Regions from separate parts of the Mus musculus genome. Here all the other regions are linked to region 1. The links are chromatin contacts, called in public HiChIP or PLAC-seq maps. All regions are on one chromosome and are shown on one strand. Each heading gives the region's core, a stretch centred on a gene start, on an enhancer-like site or on the middle of the called end of the contact. The rest is flanking DNA. Distances are from core to core; before and after follow the strand shown. Region 1 has its middle 66 kb from the start of Gm31258. Region 2 has its middle 40 kb from the start of Mir125b-2. Region 3 has its middle 16 kb from the start of Mir125b-2. Region 4 overlaps Mir99ahg (Mir99a and Mirlet7c-1 host gene (non-protein coding)).

The links. HiChIP or PLAC-seq counts read pairs in DNA pulled down with a chosen protein or histone mark.
Region 2: a contact with region 1 is called in an H3K4me3 HiChIP or PLAC-seq map of embryonic forebrain, with 4 times the contacts expected there. The contact joins two enhancer-like sites. A contact is called at or near these places in 2 of 115 datasets of contacts at active chromatin or transcription factors (astrocytes and embryonic forebrain).
Region 3: a contact with region 1 is called in an H3K4me3 HiChIP or PLAC-seq map of forebrain, with 5 times the contacts expected there. The contact joins two enhancer-like sites. A contact is called at or near these places in 1 of 484 Hi-C or Micro-C datasets (forebrain) and 5 of 115 datasets of contacts at active chromatin or transcription factors (astrocytes, embryonic forebrain, embryonic hindbrain and 2 more).
Region 4: a contact with region 1 is called in an H3K4me3 HiChIP or PLAC-seq map of embryonic forebrain, with 2.8 times the contacts expected there. The contact joins two enhancer-like sites. A contact is called at or near these places in 3 of 484 Hi-C or Micro-C datasets (cerebellum, cortical neurons and uterus) and 5 of 115 datasets of contacts at active chromatin or transcription factors (embryonic basal ganglia, embryonic forebrain, embryonic hindbrain and 2 more).

What each region holds. Positions count from the first base shown.
Region 1 is chr16:77,235,174-77,238,825 of GRCm38.p6, reverse strand. No RefSeq gene overlaps it. Among named protein-coding and RNA genes, the nearest start is that of Gm31258, 66 kb to the left of the region's middle. Within about 2 kb of position 1,720, at least 101 of the 459 cell types and tissues checked have an H3K27ac peak or open chromatin away from gene starts, as enhancers often do. A contact at or near this core is called in cerebellum, cortical neurons, embryonic basal ganglia and 2 more, where this site is marked.
Region 2 is chr16:77,683,996-77,687,647 of GRCm38.p6, reverse strand. No RefSeq gene overlaps it. Among named protein-coding and RNA genes, the nearest start is that of Mir125b-2, 40 kb to the right of the region's middle. Within about 2 kb of position 1,842, at least 43 of the 459 cell types and tissues checked have an H3K27ac peak or open chromatin away from gene starts, as enhancers often do. A contact at or near this core is called in embryonic forebrain, where this site is marked.
Region 3 is chr16:77,660,378-77,664,029 of GRCm38.p6, reverse strand. No RefSeq gene overlaps it. Among named protein-coding and RNA genes, the nearest start is that of Mir125b-2, 16 kb to the right of the region's middle. Within about 2 kb of position 1,804, at least 77 of the 459 cell types and tissues checked have an H3K27ac peak or open chromatin away from gene starts, as enhancers often do. A contact at or near this core is called in embryonic forebrain and forebrain, where this site is marked.
Region 4 is chr16:77,534,750-77,538,401 of GRCm38.p6, reverse strand. All of the region lies in intron 4 of Mir99ahg (Mir99a and Mirlet7c-1 host gene (non-protein coding)), which reads right to left. Among named protein-coding and RNA genes, the nearest start is that of Mir99a, 62 kb to the left of the region's middle. Within about 2 kb of position 1,896, at least 70 of the 459 cell types and tissues checked have an H3K27ac peak or open chromatin away from gene starts, as enhancers often do. A contact at or near this core is called in cerebellum, cortical neurons, embryonic basal ganglia and 2 more, where this site is marked.

The DNA.
Region 1 (3,652 bases), core at 471-2,970:
TAAGGGGGACAACTGTGACTGTCCATGTGAGTAATGGCTGTGAGGCGGCTAGCAGCCAAAAGTTCTCTTATACCAGAATGTAGAAACCATTTTCCTACTGAGAGAGGGCCCCCAGTAGGATAATATATTATTACACATGATTCAAATTACAGGATCTGCAGCAGGGGAGCTCATGACTGATTCAGGACAGTCGCCCCCTGAATACAGATGACGGGATGACGGAATGCCTCATGAATTAAAAGGGCCATGGGCTTCTTGTCTAAACCCTTCGTGTGGCTATGCCTATCATTGTGCTCGCTAAGCTTCTTTTAAAAAACCGTGCACAGTTATGACACCTTTGTTGGTGTATTTTAAAATTCCATGTCTTTGAATAATTATATCCAAAGCATTCCTTTAATAGAAAATAGACAATGGACTTTGGCTATCAGTTCTAGACAACCACATGCTTTTCATGGCAACAACGCATGGAATATATGAATTAAGAGAAATCACACTAAAGTCTGTCCCAGTTTCAGTCTTTGGGCATCTGTAAAGCAAATAGAAATCTTCTCAGACCACATGTTTCAGACTTTTTAAGCCATCTATCGAACAAAGTGTGTTATCCTGACCAACAAAACACAAATGTGCGAGACAACATTGTACTTCCAAATGTCTTTCCGTAGATAAATGAATTCCTTCGTGACTATGATTTCATTTGCTCAACTCTGGTTATATAATGATCCCATAAATTCACTGGAGGTATTGAACTATAAATGGAGAGCAGGCATTTTCAGAGAAACATTAAAGCAGCTGTTACATATTATGCCTCCTGAGAAACAAATGTCCCTGTCATATTCTGAAATAATATGTAAGCTGTTCCCTGCACTTCTTTTCAAGCTGGTTCTTGTATTCAGTATTTCTAGTAAATGGATGCAAATCAGGTGCATTGTGCTGCGATGGGAAGGGAGAGATTTGTTCAGAAATGACCTCAGTTCTATTCATTAATAAGATGACATGTTGGCTGAGAGCAGTGAAGGACAGAATAAAACAAGAGAGAACTTTCCTCCATTTGACAGATGTACATAGAGCTTTTTCTTGGAGAAAGCACTGTATGTAAAATGGCCACTACAACATAAAATCTAAAAACGTGAAAGGGACCTCCAAGATGCAGATTGCTTGGAAAAAAAATCACAACGTCCATGGCAGCATACCCCCCCCCCATTCCCTATTACATTGTACAGCAACTTGGAGAAAACACGTATTTCATTGAGAGGGGGCATCTAATAAACAAAAGTTTGGGATTTTTTTTCTGAGAGTTTTTTTTTTTCTTTTTAAGAAGGAGAAGATAATATATGCAAGACCCAACCAAGCAAAATAGCATTGTACTTAGAACCACTTCTGTTACTGCAGACATCAGTTGGAGACTGGGTAAGAGCTACCAGGAAGAATGTAGCCACATTTTCACATAGCGATTTAAATTATGCCACCAGAATAATTAATGGAAGGACTAATCTGGGGGAGGGGAGGGTAATAGGAAAAGGGGGAAGGCTATGTTAAACAAAGTTCATTACTGCATGATGTAAATGAGTTTCTCACCAATGATGTCACTGATTGGCTGAGCTGCAGGACTGGCTTCGAGCATGGCCGGATTGGCTGCTAGCTCTTCTGGTGCCTGCCTGCTTGGGCAGCGGTTGAATCAGATACTTTCTGTCTCTCTTGTTGTCGTTTGAAGCAAATCTTGTTCAGCCCAGCTGTGTCTCCATAGTAGTGGCACCCTAAGAGAGGCTCGCCCTCCTGCTTCCCACAGCTCTTCTGTGAGGCCGTCGTTGCTGTGTGAATACCAGCCCTTGGCACGAAGCCCAGACAGCGTTCTCAGATCCGTCTATAACACACACATACAAAAAAGAAAAATAAAAGCAGGTCTTTCATCTGAATTGCATCCTAAGGAGGATTAAGGCTTCTATTGCTACTGATTTGTGTTCTTTCAATTTGATGGTTAAAATCGTTTTTGAAACACAGTATCTTCTCATCTGCAGCAGAATACTATTGGTTAAAATTGGATAAAAAAAAAAGATGAGGGAATCCCCCTTTTCCCATGTTTACCTTGATTACAGAAACATACTTCTTCATTTTCTTCCTAATCACCATAACTGATGCTTTTGGTCCCCTACTAGAATTTTAAACTCTCAGCAGATTTCTAATTACAGCCGAGTCATTATTTTCAGGTTAAGACATGGGATCTTAATTAGCATTCTTTTTTTTTTAGCTATGCGAAATGAGACAGGGCATGAAGCAGAGATGATCTATGGAGAGGGAGAGAGGGAGAGGGGGAGAGAGAGAGAGAGGAAGGACAGAGAGAGAGAGAGAGAGAGAGAGAGAGAGAGAGAGAGAGAGAGAGAGAGAGAGAATCTGTATAGCTTTTACAGTTGAGCTGATACCCCCTCTAAGCTCTCCCTCCACCACCACCTCCACCACCCCCCTTGCAAAATAATGCAGTCATATGAACTTTACCAGACAATGGAGTACCTACAGGCTCTCCCCTAGACAAGTCCTTTATAACAAGCCAGTGCTATGTGCTGCAGACAGTAGCCAATCGGCAGGCTCCTTTCTGCAGCAGGGACACAATAGGTGCATTGGCCACACTGTCCTCCTAGACCCTGACAGCAGTTCAGGTTCATTTATTGTACACTGGAAGGCACATATGTCTTTAATATTCACTGTGAAATTATCAGTGTGGCTGTCTTCATTCCACTGTGATTACACCAATCTAATTACTGCGCAAAAGCTGCAGGGGCACCGCTTGCACTGAGTGACGCATAGGCATGTATGCAGAAAGAATATGCACGAACATGCTTGCTTACTTCAGGAATAAAAATCCACCGATTATTTCCTTCCCAAAGCTTAATGCTTCCTCCACAACACTTGGGTGAATATAGACATCATTTTCTGCTTCAAAGGAAAAGTATGTGGTGTGTGTGTGTGTGTGTGTGTGTGTGTGTGTGTGTGTGTGTGTGTTGTGTGTGCATGATTTAAACATTAGTCTAGTTATTTATTGGTGTGAGCTGTGGAGGTAGAATCTAGTCAGCAAATAAAAGGTAATTAAGGACCTAAAGACTTCCTCTGTATCACTAAGCATCAGAGTAAGAAGCTAAATAATGTACATGTCTCTCCACGGTTAGGCTTAGATGTTCATTTATTTGCAGTTCAATTGTCGTGGGCATCTGCCTAAGCTCCATTTGCGCATTTCCATATCACGGAACTAGGGTATATCTTGCAGCACTAATTTGACTGCTTAAAAAATTAAATATTCTGTGAGTATACAAAATCAGTATACTATAGCCTGGTCTCTGGGCAAACTGCTATTATTTCTGTGCACGTTATATTTACATATTCATAAACAGAATGGCAGTATGACCAGTGAGTGATTCTACGACAGAGGAAGAAAAGACAGGATCCAGCTTACAGAAGTGTTCACTGGTTGAGGATACTGGCAGAAAGATATTTTCCTACATTTCGTGCTTATTTTACTTTGTTTTCCCAGTAAGAATGATAACTGAAATACTATTTTTTCAGGTAGTATTTCACCAATGTTTACCTGAATTGATTGGAGTGTTTGCTTTTCTGCTGATAGTTCTGTATTTGAGTATGGAATTCATCATTAGAGTGGGTGTTC
Region 2 (3,652 bases), core at 593-3,092, 450 kb before region 1:
AGTCTCATCCACGCTATAAACTATCGCTGAGTTACATGTATCCATAACATCTGAGAACTGTTTACTATGGTATTACAGATATAGGACAATCTGTACCATTTTAGCCATTTAGAACAGATCACTCAGGAGGATTAACTGTGTTCTTTCTGTTGGGAAACCATCACCATTTTAAAAAAAGAGTGTGCTTACTCCTTCTGGAGTTGACATGATTGCTGGTAAGCTTTCTTTTTCTTTTCCTGCAGTTGCTCTGACACACTTAGTAATCCAGTTCTTCTCTACAAGTATTCTGTAGCCATGCTTACGTCAGTGTGTGTAACTAGTAGATATATATGACTAGATCAGGAGTCTCGTTTTTGTGTTGTCTTGAACACTGGGGCAGAATGAGTAACAGCACAAGACCTTGGACCTACTGGTGTGTCATGAGATGCCAGCTGCATAGTCTTGAGCAACTAGAAGGCTAGGTTGTACCAATCCTCTGAGCAGGTCACCTAAAGTTCATGCAGAATTCCAATTTCATAGCTTGTCCTACAATATAGACTGTTAAGGATGTTATCAATAACTACCAAAGACAAGCTGAGCTGAAAATAACAGCTTATTATTTGGTTAGCTGAGTGGCCCAAGATCAAGGTCTCTGTAATACAATGTTTGATAGCCACCACTCCCTTACTTATAGTCATCTTATTTTAACTACACAGGAAGAAGGGAGAATCAGGTACTATTGGGTCTCTTTCATATGAACACTAATCCCATTCATGAGGTTGCTACTCTTGTCTGTGACCTCATCACCTCTCAAAGAATCCACTGGCTAACACCAATAACACTGTTCTTAATTGTAATAGACATTGCTTTCTTTATATAGGTGGACATGGGAATGGTTACAAAATACTTACTAGGGCACTAGTACGAATATAAAATAACACAAATATAGAAAGGACATTGTACATATCTAATTATCCATATAGTAATCTCCACCAAAAGAAATGTCTGGCATGCTAAAGTTGAAGACAGGTATATACAAGAGTGCTTAACGATTAGATTACTTAGGCTTTTAATTGAAAATTTAGGTAGAAATCAAACCCATAAGAATGGGTCCACATTTTAAAACATAAAAAAGGGGGAGACTTAGATGGGATATCAGGCCTCCTCCACAACACATTCTTATCCTTCCCAGTGATTGACACCTGCTTCTTTCTATTTTGCATATAGCCTTTGCTTGAGATCAACAATCATCGAGTATACAAACCTTCAGAATGTGTTTCTGGGAGAGTTCTTTCCCAAGACTGTTTTCCTGTAGTTACACCAGTCTTCACTACATGAAGTCAGAGACACTCTTACCTTGAAAGACCCAAGCTAGTTCTTCTCCAGACCTTCTAATGTATACTCCTGTCATAGGAATAGTACAGGGAATACACTCTGAAACTGAATTTATAACGTTTGGTGAGCTTTAAGAACAGGGATTTAACTGAAACTCAGAAGTGAGCCTAATGTCTCTCTGCCTCACAAAGGCCAAAGCTGGGCACATGATATACTGGTTTCAGACAATTTGGCAGGAGTCCTGTGAGAAAATACTGTATGCCAGGTTCATGCTCGCTTGTTCACAATTTCATAATCTAGTTCTCTGAATGAAAAGTATCTAACTAAATGGGAAATGCTGTAGAAAGACAAGCGAGAAGGTTTAGGAGGGATTTTCGCTTTTAGGGACGCCATTCCAGAATCACGGGAAGATTACTTGCAAAGCCAAGTTTGAGAGTGAGACATACAGTTCTGGGTCTACAACAACTTCTGACAAGATTTCACACACTGTCAGAAAGGTTCTTTTCTCTTGCTTGGCTCCCCTGCAGTAGGAGTGGGGACAAAGCCAATGCCCCAACCTCCTTACACACAGGGAGCCACTTTGACCCAGTTCCAGAAGCCCAAGGGCTGTCCTTAATTAGCATTGTAATTTATATTGCACAATTATGCAAATTGGGTACATAAACAAAATTATCCCTTCAGTTTGGCTTCGCTGTTCGAGAAATGCAAAGCCACTACCCGATAAGAAAAAAGACAACTGCACACATTTGCTTTGATGCAAGGCATTGCTTTTTCATTTGTCTTTTCTTTGTTTTCCTCTTTTGCCTTCCCCTTGGGCTGTCGTTTTATTTCCTTTCCTCTGTGTTGGGTTTTCTTTTTTTTTCCTTTTATGATGTTTATTTCTTCCTTTTTCTATACTTGGCTCTTTTCCTTGGGAAATTTTCTGTCTCATTAATTCTCCTGCTGCGATTCACAACCATTTGGGTCATTCCTTTGGTTTGTGATATGATTGCTATCTACCCATAGTTTTCTTTTGCTTTCTTTTTTTTTTTCTTTCTCAACATTTCTCCTTTCTGTTGGCATTCAGTCTACATTGTGCCATTCTCCCCAAGCTTGTCTGACATTCTTTCTATAGCCTAGCAATGCTCCTTGCTGGCTATCTAGCAAACATCCTCGGGGTGTAATTATTTGGAGGGTAAGAAAGCTGAAATTAAGCATGGCAAGTAAGAAAAGTTAGAAGACCAGAAATTTGAAAGCAGAAAGCTCAGTAAAATCTAACTAGAAAGTTGTGCTTCCAACCAATAGGCAGCTTTCAAGAAAGTATTAACCTCCAGGTGATCAATGCTTACATCAGCATAACAAAGTCAGTTTAGTAATATTGGATCATGTCCCAATTAAGCCAATTCTGCTAGATATCCTTAAAATTGTAACGAAGACCATAGACATCTAAAATATTGTAAATTTATAGAAGAAAGTTAGAATGGAGCTGGATCGACTATTATTGTGATTGACAGAACATGGAGATAAACTGCTGAGGGCATTTCTAACAGAGGTGTTTCAACAGACTGGGGAAGAAAAACAAACTGTGCCTGGCTTTATCTACTAAGAACCATGGCTCCCATGGGGAAATACTCCTTTTCATCCCACAGCCCTCTGGCTTCAGCAACATCAGTCAAATTAAAACATAACCCAAGGGGTGCCCTGCCCAACTGTGGCAAATCATAGCATCCTCCCTCTGGCTATAACTTTTTTCCATTTTGAATAATATCAAATTGCCTTGTAGAACTTTCCATACATATTTTTGGTCCCTATTTTGCTGTCTTTAACTCGCCCATCTCTTTCTGATTTGCTTACTAGATTCTGGCTATCCCACTGTTTGAAATTCTTACACCTTTGCTTCTGTGCCTTTCTTCATCTCTGCCTTGTACTTTGATGGTGCTGGAGACCGAACTCATAGAGCCTACATGTGAAACAAGTGCTTTAACACCGAGACATGTATTAGTTGGTTTATTCTTGCCATTCGGAGCTATAGTCACATGTAATTTAAGAAAAGTCCTCCTCCAAACACTATTCTAATGTTGATCTACCCTTTGCTATTCCATTGCATTCTCTGTTTTAATTTAGTACTATTTAAATATTATGTGTATATGCGCCTCTGTACTGTTTGCTTTCTATTTGTACTTGCTTATTATATATTTATCATATATTTTAAGCTTACATATAGTGTGCCTCTTCCTACTTGCAAGAATATAACATCGTGTTTCTGTCTTGTTGCCCTACCTCTAGTACCCGAGACAGCATCAGGTACACAAACCCTTCTCAACATATCCTAGACTTATGGGGTAGATTCATGACTATT
Region 3 (3,652 bases), core at 555-3,054, 430 kb before region 1:
GAGCACATGCTCATCAAGAGGAAGGGATGGAAGGTAAAGAATGAAAGAGGGGAGCAGGCAGGGGCCGTGATGTTTAGAAGTGGGTAGGAAAAGGTCTTGTAGGGGTTCACAACACAGTATTTTTCATGCTATTCCAACAACAAAGGAACCAACAGCGAGTTGACACAAAGTGATTTGTACTCTCAATAGCGTCTCATGATCTTCTCTGCGATACACTAGAGTGGAGATAACACAGTGGACAATTCCAGGTTCAGGTCACTGCAGCAGTGCAGTGAGAGATGATCTGGGTTTGGAGGACGTGGGGAGGCCGGTAACCAGGAACAAGGCAGCAAAAAGACATTTAAATTGAAAATACTGCCTCTAGTATGTCCTCTTTATAATTTGAATCACATGCTTATATCTCATGACAGGGAGAGATGGAGACCTCATATATGCATTTAACAAACTGTTGCTAGTCATCAATAGGAGAAGAGCTACTGGTGTGTATTGAGATTATGGGATGAAATAGTTTGTCATCTATGGGTCTCCTTGTAAATTAATGTAGCCTTTAGCTACTCTAATCTCAGCCTTGTCCTCTGAATTCTCTGCCTAGGGAGCATGTGTAGAGTCCCCTGGCTTCTGATTCAGGACACCCATGGTTGGTGCCTCTATTCTCATCTGGACTCTTAAGGATGGAAGACATTGATTAGAATAGAATGCAGTCTTACATGGAGCTTACACAGAGACCATGGCCAAAGGTTCAGATCTTCTCTTTCACAACTTCAATGTATCACTGTTAACAGAAGTGAGTAACCCTGCAGCCATGGAAGATACAAAATTTCTTTCATTCATGTTTTGGCTAGGATGACCTCAACTCCCTTTTCCTACTTTCTTTAGGTTTTATGCTAAAACTCCAGCTAGTGTCCCCTAACACTAAGTTTCCCCGGAGTCCCTGGCTCTTGTTATACATGTAAAGACATACCTCCTCTTATGATCTCCACCGCTCTCATGGCCAGAGTTTGTACTGTGAATTTAATATCTAGTTTCAATGCTGTCCTTCTTTCTTTGTTCCAAACAGAAAGAAAATCACTAACGGAAATCAGACATACTCTGCAAATGTTGGTAGCTTTCTACATTAAGATGTTTAAAACCTGAATAACATTTTTGCATTTCAGTAAAGTAATATTGTTGTCAAATGGGTCCATCATCGGCTTCAATGCATCCTTACAGCCCCAGCTAAAATCCATAGCATGCAAAGGTGATGGGATAAGCAAAGCATTGTTAAAGCTGCCAATAACAATGCCATGCTAATATTCCTGAGGTTGGAACATTTGTACTGCCATGGGTATCAAGCTGAAAAGAAAATACCTTCATGTGACTTTAAAACTGTTCAAAAAACAATGACAATAAAAAGACTATGAAAAATCTTGTGTTTTATATACATAACATATGAATATTCATCATATTCTTGGCCTTTTATCATTTTGAAAATGTCCAATATGTATCTGACCCTATGCTCCTTAGTGCTATAATGAATACAGAATTATATATGAGGACACAGTAATCTCCCTAAGGTGTGGGCGAGTGGCACTGGGTGTCCTCTACCTCATAAGCCAGGCTCAGGACTGCCAGAGGAGCTCTGAAGGGTTAAAGTTTCGTCTGTGACACTGAAATTGAGGCCAGCTGTAGGTCATATCCACGTCCCAGTCACAGGAAAATGAACCTGTGAGACAGAACCTAATTATCTGCTAAACCAAAAGCCAGTCTCAGTTCAATAACTTACGACAGAGCCAGCAGCCAGATATAGTGTTGCCATGGCAACTTTGGAAAAAGCTCCAGTGCTGTTGAGAATAAGGAGGAAGGGAAGGAGACTGTAACCCTAACTGTGCTGTAGCCATTTGATCTCAGACAAGGCAGTGTGTCTGGAAACACAGGCTATTCTGTACACACCTCCCATTGTCTTCTCACCTTAATATCTGCAACAAGCATTGAAAAGAAAAATACAATTACAACATCCTGTGGGCTTAAAAATGATCTCCTCCCTCACAGATAATTGGAATTAATTTTAAAGAAGAACATACAGGGTTCCATTTTCCCCTCTTCCATGTCACCCAGAAGTACGGATGGAACAGAACACAGCAGCATTTTCATAAACAAAGTTCCCAGTTCACCAAACTCAGTTGATTTGCCTCTGCTTCCCCTAAGGGATGTTTTGAGAGAAAAAGTTTCTGGAACTGAAGCAACAATTTGTTTTTGCAAAGTGTGTGAAAGTTAAACTAGAGAATAGGAGACAATTTGTTTGTTTGTTTGTTTGTTTGTTTGTAAACTCTGTTTATAACTTCAAGTGAAATGAGTCCCTGGGATATTGAGTTAAGAAGAATACAGCAACTAGAGGGAGGAAGACCTGGCATATTAGTAATTTTGTTTTTCTTGTGAGATCATCTTTGTATTTGTTTCTAGAAGGACATTGGATTTATGAAGTCCTGAATGAATACTGCTTTGTGCACATAGTACTGACCTAGTCGGCCATCACTGGGAAGCAAGGCCCCTTGGTCTTGCAAACTTTATATGCCCCAGTACAGGGGAATGCCAGGGCCAAGAAGCGGGGCGGGCAGGGGGTGGGCATAGGGACCTTTTGGGACAGCATTTGAAATGTATATAAAGAAAATATCTAATAAAATTTTTTTTTAAAAAAGACACTTAGCATACATCCCGTGTAACTAGCAACTCAGTAGAAATGCTAACTGTACCTACCATTTGGACTAGTGTGATTCAGATGTGACCCCTTTATTTTTAAAACCATTCCTCATGAGACAAACCATGCTATCACATGGCAGTTGTAATTATTGGATTTCAGCCCATTTGACAATTATAATGTCATTAACGATATAATAAGACACAAATGACACAAAATATAGTCACTTAAGCCTGCTATCCAGTTGTAGTGCCAAGATTGAATTGTTTAGATAGCTATGTATAAATATACATATATAGCAGTATATTTATGTACAACTCATAAACACAGAGTGCTTGAAATAAAGGAAGAAATATGGATATGAATAATATCATTTTCATATTCATGAATAATTTTGTGATAATGCGAATGAGACAGAAGATGGAAAATAGGATTTTTTTTCCAGCACAGAAATGACTAAGAATATATCCTGAAACATCTAATAAAATAGATTCACATATGATATCTGTGTATTTTCTTTAAGAGGTAACATCTTTAAAACACAATTTACTTACCCCATCTTATGGTTTATTGAATATATAATTATGGGTTTATAGAAACCTACAACTTCGAATTCTTTAAACAACTGGTGAGTTAGAGGAGGCTGAGGACTATAAAAAGGATGTGAGGGGAGACAGTAGGCAGCAGCACAGGTGAGAAAAGAACACATCCCAGCACAAAATGAATCTTCTGATTAATCACCAGGCAGTAGTGCCCTGTCCTCTGTTTCTGACCTTAACCTAAGCCCTTCTTGAGTAAATGGAAGCCAGAGAGAATATCGCCTCCTAAGACGGATGATTCTGAGGTCTGGTTACTAAAAGGCTTGCAATGATGCCAGCTAAGACAATGGAGTCAGATACACTACATGGATCTTACTACTTCTAACATCAGTTTTTTCTCTTAATCTTCACATGTACATGAATTAATTAGGGTAGGAAA
Region 4 (3,652 bases), core at 647-3,146, 300 kb before region 1:
GGGGCTCAGATTTTGGCTTTGCTCCTCATAGGGGAAAAGACGCGGACTTGTCTGTCAGCTTCCATGAGTCAGAGTAAGGGATTAGATGAACAATCTTAATGAAGTTTACCTTTGATCTTCCAGCAATATGGTTACTGATTATAACTGGAAAGATACACTTGGAGTAGATATGTCATTCAATTATCAATTCTGTATGAGAGAGCTTCATTATATTGACTCTTGAGCTACACTTTTCTTAAGTTTGAAAGCCACATACTCGTTTATGTGTTTATATACATAATCATATGCTTCAAACACAGATACCCTTGCGCTGGATTTTGTATTCCAGCCTACCACCACACCATTGTGCTGTGTTCTCCATTCCATAGTGCTGTAACAGTATTGCAAAATAGGGCAGCGCTGAGTGAATGAATGAACACATGGTAAAAAAGCATCAAAAGGATTACTATCCTCATTGAAATTTTTACTGCCAAGTTGACAATGTTAAAAATACAGAGTAACAGCTCAGCGCTGTTTCAATACAATAAGCTATTTTTTTTGTCATGGTTAATCCATTTAAAACTGAAAAGGGGGCTTGTTCTCTAAACAACATAAATTTATATCTTTTCACCAAGAAATATATATTTGACTAATTACTATGCTGTATATGAATATGTAGTAGATAAGATTAAACTTCTAAGATGTTTATAATTGCAACATAAAATATATCTGAACCCTCTGCAAAAATTGTGCAATCAACATGAGGATATGTGATATTCACTATGAAGCACATTGTCTGTCTGTCTGTATATATGTCTGTGTGTCTATAGGTCTGCGTTTTGACTCAGCAGTCATAACCCTGCCATACACAAAGCCATCTAATAACTGGATGATTTGCAAATGTCTTCCACATGGGCTACAGCTATGCGTATGTAGATGCTGCTACACTCAATCCTGTAACTGTAAAGCAATACAATCAACATAAGCAGATTCACGTTTTTATTTTACTTTATTTTATTTTTTATTTCCTAATGTGTTAATGCTCAACGGATCTTTTGTTTTGTGACAAGCACAATGTGAGGACCCTCAAAACCCTCATTTATCATTGCTCTTCCCTCCCTCCCCACTCTTTCTTTTCGGGTGATACTTATTTCTAACGGCTTATGATCTTCACTGGATAAGAAGAAGACATTTGAGGTCGAGAGTGTGGAGGTTCAGGGTGGGAGGGGGGGACGGCTATTTTGAATCTTCTGATGGTGAGGTTTCGCTCACTAAGGAGCTCTCTGTGGGTTTCTGGCATTGTGTTTTGTCTGCTTGCAAGTGAGCCGGTGATCGATGGGGAAAGTGTTCATTGATTTGTAGTGCCTGCGCGCTGCAGCCAACCAGCACTAGAGTGAGGAGGCAGCATCATGAATCTCTCAACTATGCATATTTATATGCAGCTGCTGAACTTCGAAACCTCTCGTGAATACAAAGTACTTGTGTGGCCACCAGTTTGCACAATGCCGTCCTGCTGCATGTTCTGATATAGCTACTGTACGGGAGAATGGATGTGGGAGAGGGGCACGGTGGGATAGAGAAAGGAGAGGTAAGGGCTGGGGGTTGGAGGGAGGGTTGAGCCTTGTACAATTCCTCATTAGAAAGCAACGGAAATGAGGTGTGTGTGGGAACAAGCAGGATACGTTCTAATAAATGCTCTCCTTGCCTGAATCTCGAGTTCCACAATTGATTAATGGAAACAATGAATTTATGAAATTCTTGGGCAAATGGATGTATCTGGAGGATATCATCCTGAGTGAGGTAACCCAATCACAAAAGAAGTCACTTGATATGCATTCACTGAGAAGTGAGGCTCCCTGATAACGATGTGGTTAAAATATGCTGGCATCATTGAAATCATCATAGCAATGAGCTGTGCGCATGAGAAAGTAACCTCCCCTGAGTGAATCGCAGCTTTGCTTCGGGAGAGAGTAGATGCGACAATATAATGGGAGGGAGGGGTGAAGGCAGGAAGATATAAAGAATTGTTAATATTATTGGGAAAAATTAAGTAAAGTGAAATGCAGGAGGATGTTAAGAAAAATATATGAAGGGGCATGCATTTGAGAGTGGGGATAGAATGGGAGGGGCAGGAAAGAGGCAATAAAGCTACAGGGGAGGTTAGGAGACCTGAATATTCAGACAATATGAAGAAGGACTGTAAATAGGAGAAATAAAATAGGGAAAGAAACAGCCAAACAAAAACTATCACGGTGTGTGTGTGTGTGTGTGTGTGTGGGGGGGGGGGGGGCACAAGATATGCCTTTTCCACAGGAGACATTCTTTTGTTGAGAAAGATGCATTTTATATAAAGTACAGAGTAAGTCACAGATTTTTTAAAAAGTGACCAAATTTTAATAAGATTACGGTTTACAAACAGATTAAATCTGTAAACTTGGAGATTTCTATACCCAATAATTAAAGCATATTTTCTTAGTTTTTAAAGGCCTATAGTTAAAGATAAGAAATCTGGGTTGGGGGATATGTTTGCAAAATTGAAAGTCAAATTGAAACATCACTATTTTGAAATTATCTTCATTCAGAAAGTTCTGAAGACCAAACTCAGTTCAATATTGTTAACCCCAATAGTGCTACGGGGCCTCCAAGAAAAGCTCATTTTATTATGAGATTAGGGCTTGTCTCCAGCTGAAGTTTTATCAAAGAAACATAAAAGGAAACCTCAAATTCAATGTCTAGGTAGTTTCACTCCAGTATCAAAACCAAGCTTTATATGTTTCCACATAGAGTTACAGCATTGGTACAGACCAAAGTGCAGCTGCTCTTTTGACCATCCTATCCAATGGCCTTCTTCCAAGTCCTTCCCTCTGAGATTTAAGGAAAGCTGTCAATCCTTAGCTCTCAAAGGCTTAGGAAAATGGATGGAAATTGAATGTTAAAAGGCCAGCACATACTGTGTTGGTATTAGATTCCAATATTACTAAGCATGTCCAGACTTTTAAAAAATATACAAAACCTCTGGTACGCATAAGCACTAGCGCGTGCACACACACACACACACACACACACACACACACACACACACACACACACACACACACATACACACACAAACACACACAAACACACACTACATATACACACAAAAGCTTACTCTATTTTCAATGATGTCAAACTCTCTTCTAGCAATGTTCTCCCCCTAGTGGTGAGTCAGCACAAAAAGTGCCTTCTCAAGTGGAAAACCTAGTTTCCTTCCCAGAATTGGTGCTAAACATAAAACAATGTGAAACTTTACTTTTCTCATTGAAAAAATAATAGGAAAACAATATTCTCAATTTTAACATAATGTTTTTCTATTTTAAAATTTTAAATGATTTAACCTTTATCAGAGTTATGCAATGATTATAAACTCATCCATGTGCATATGCACATTGCTACAAGGACATTTCTGAGGTTATATAATAAGTGGTTATCTTTTAATCGGCTACCTTTTAGATTTTACTTTACAAGTACTTGTAAATTATTTCCATAGACAAACTAAACCTGAATGCTAAGGACATAAAAGGAAAACTACCAGGATTTAGTCTTATTTCTCATTTACAGGTCTAACCATGGAATTCTTACCATCCTCCTTACCCCATCCTGCTGAAATATGGAAAACTCTTACTGTTTATGC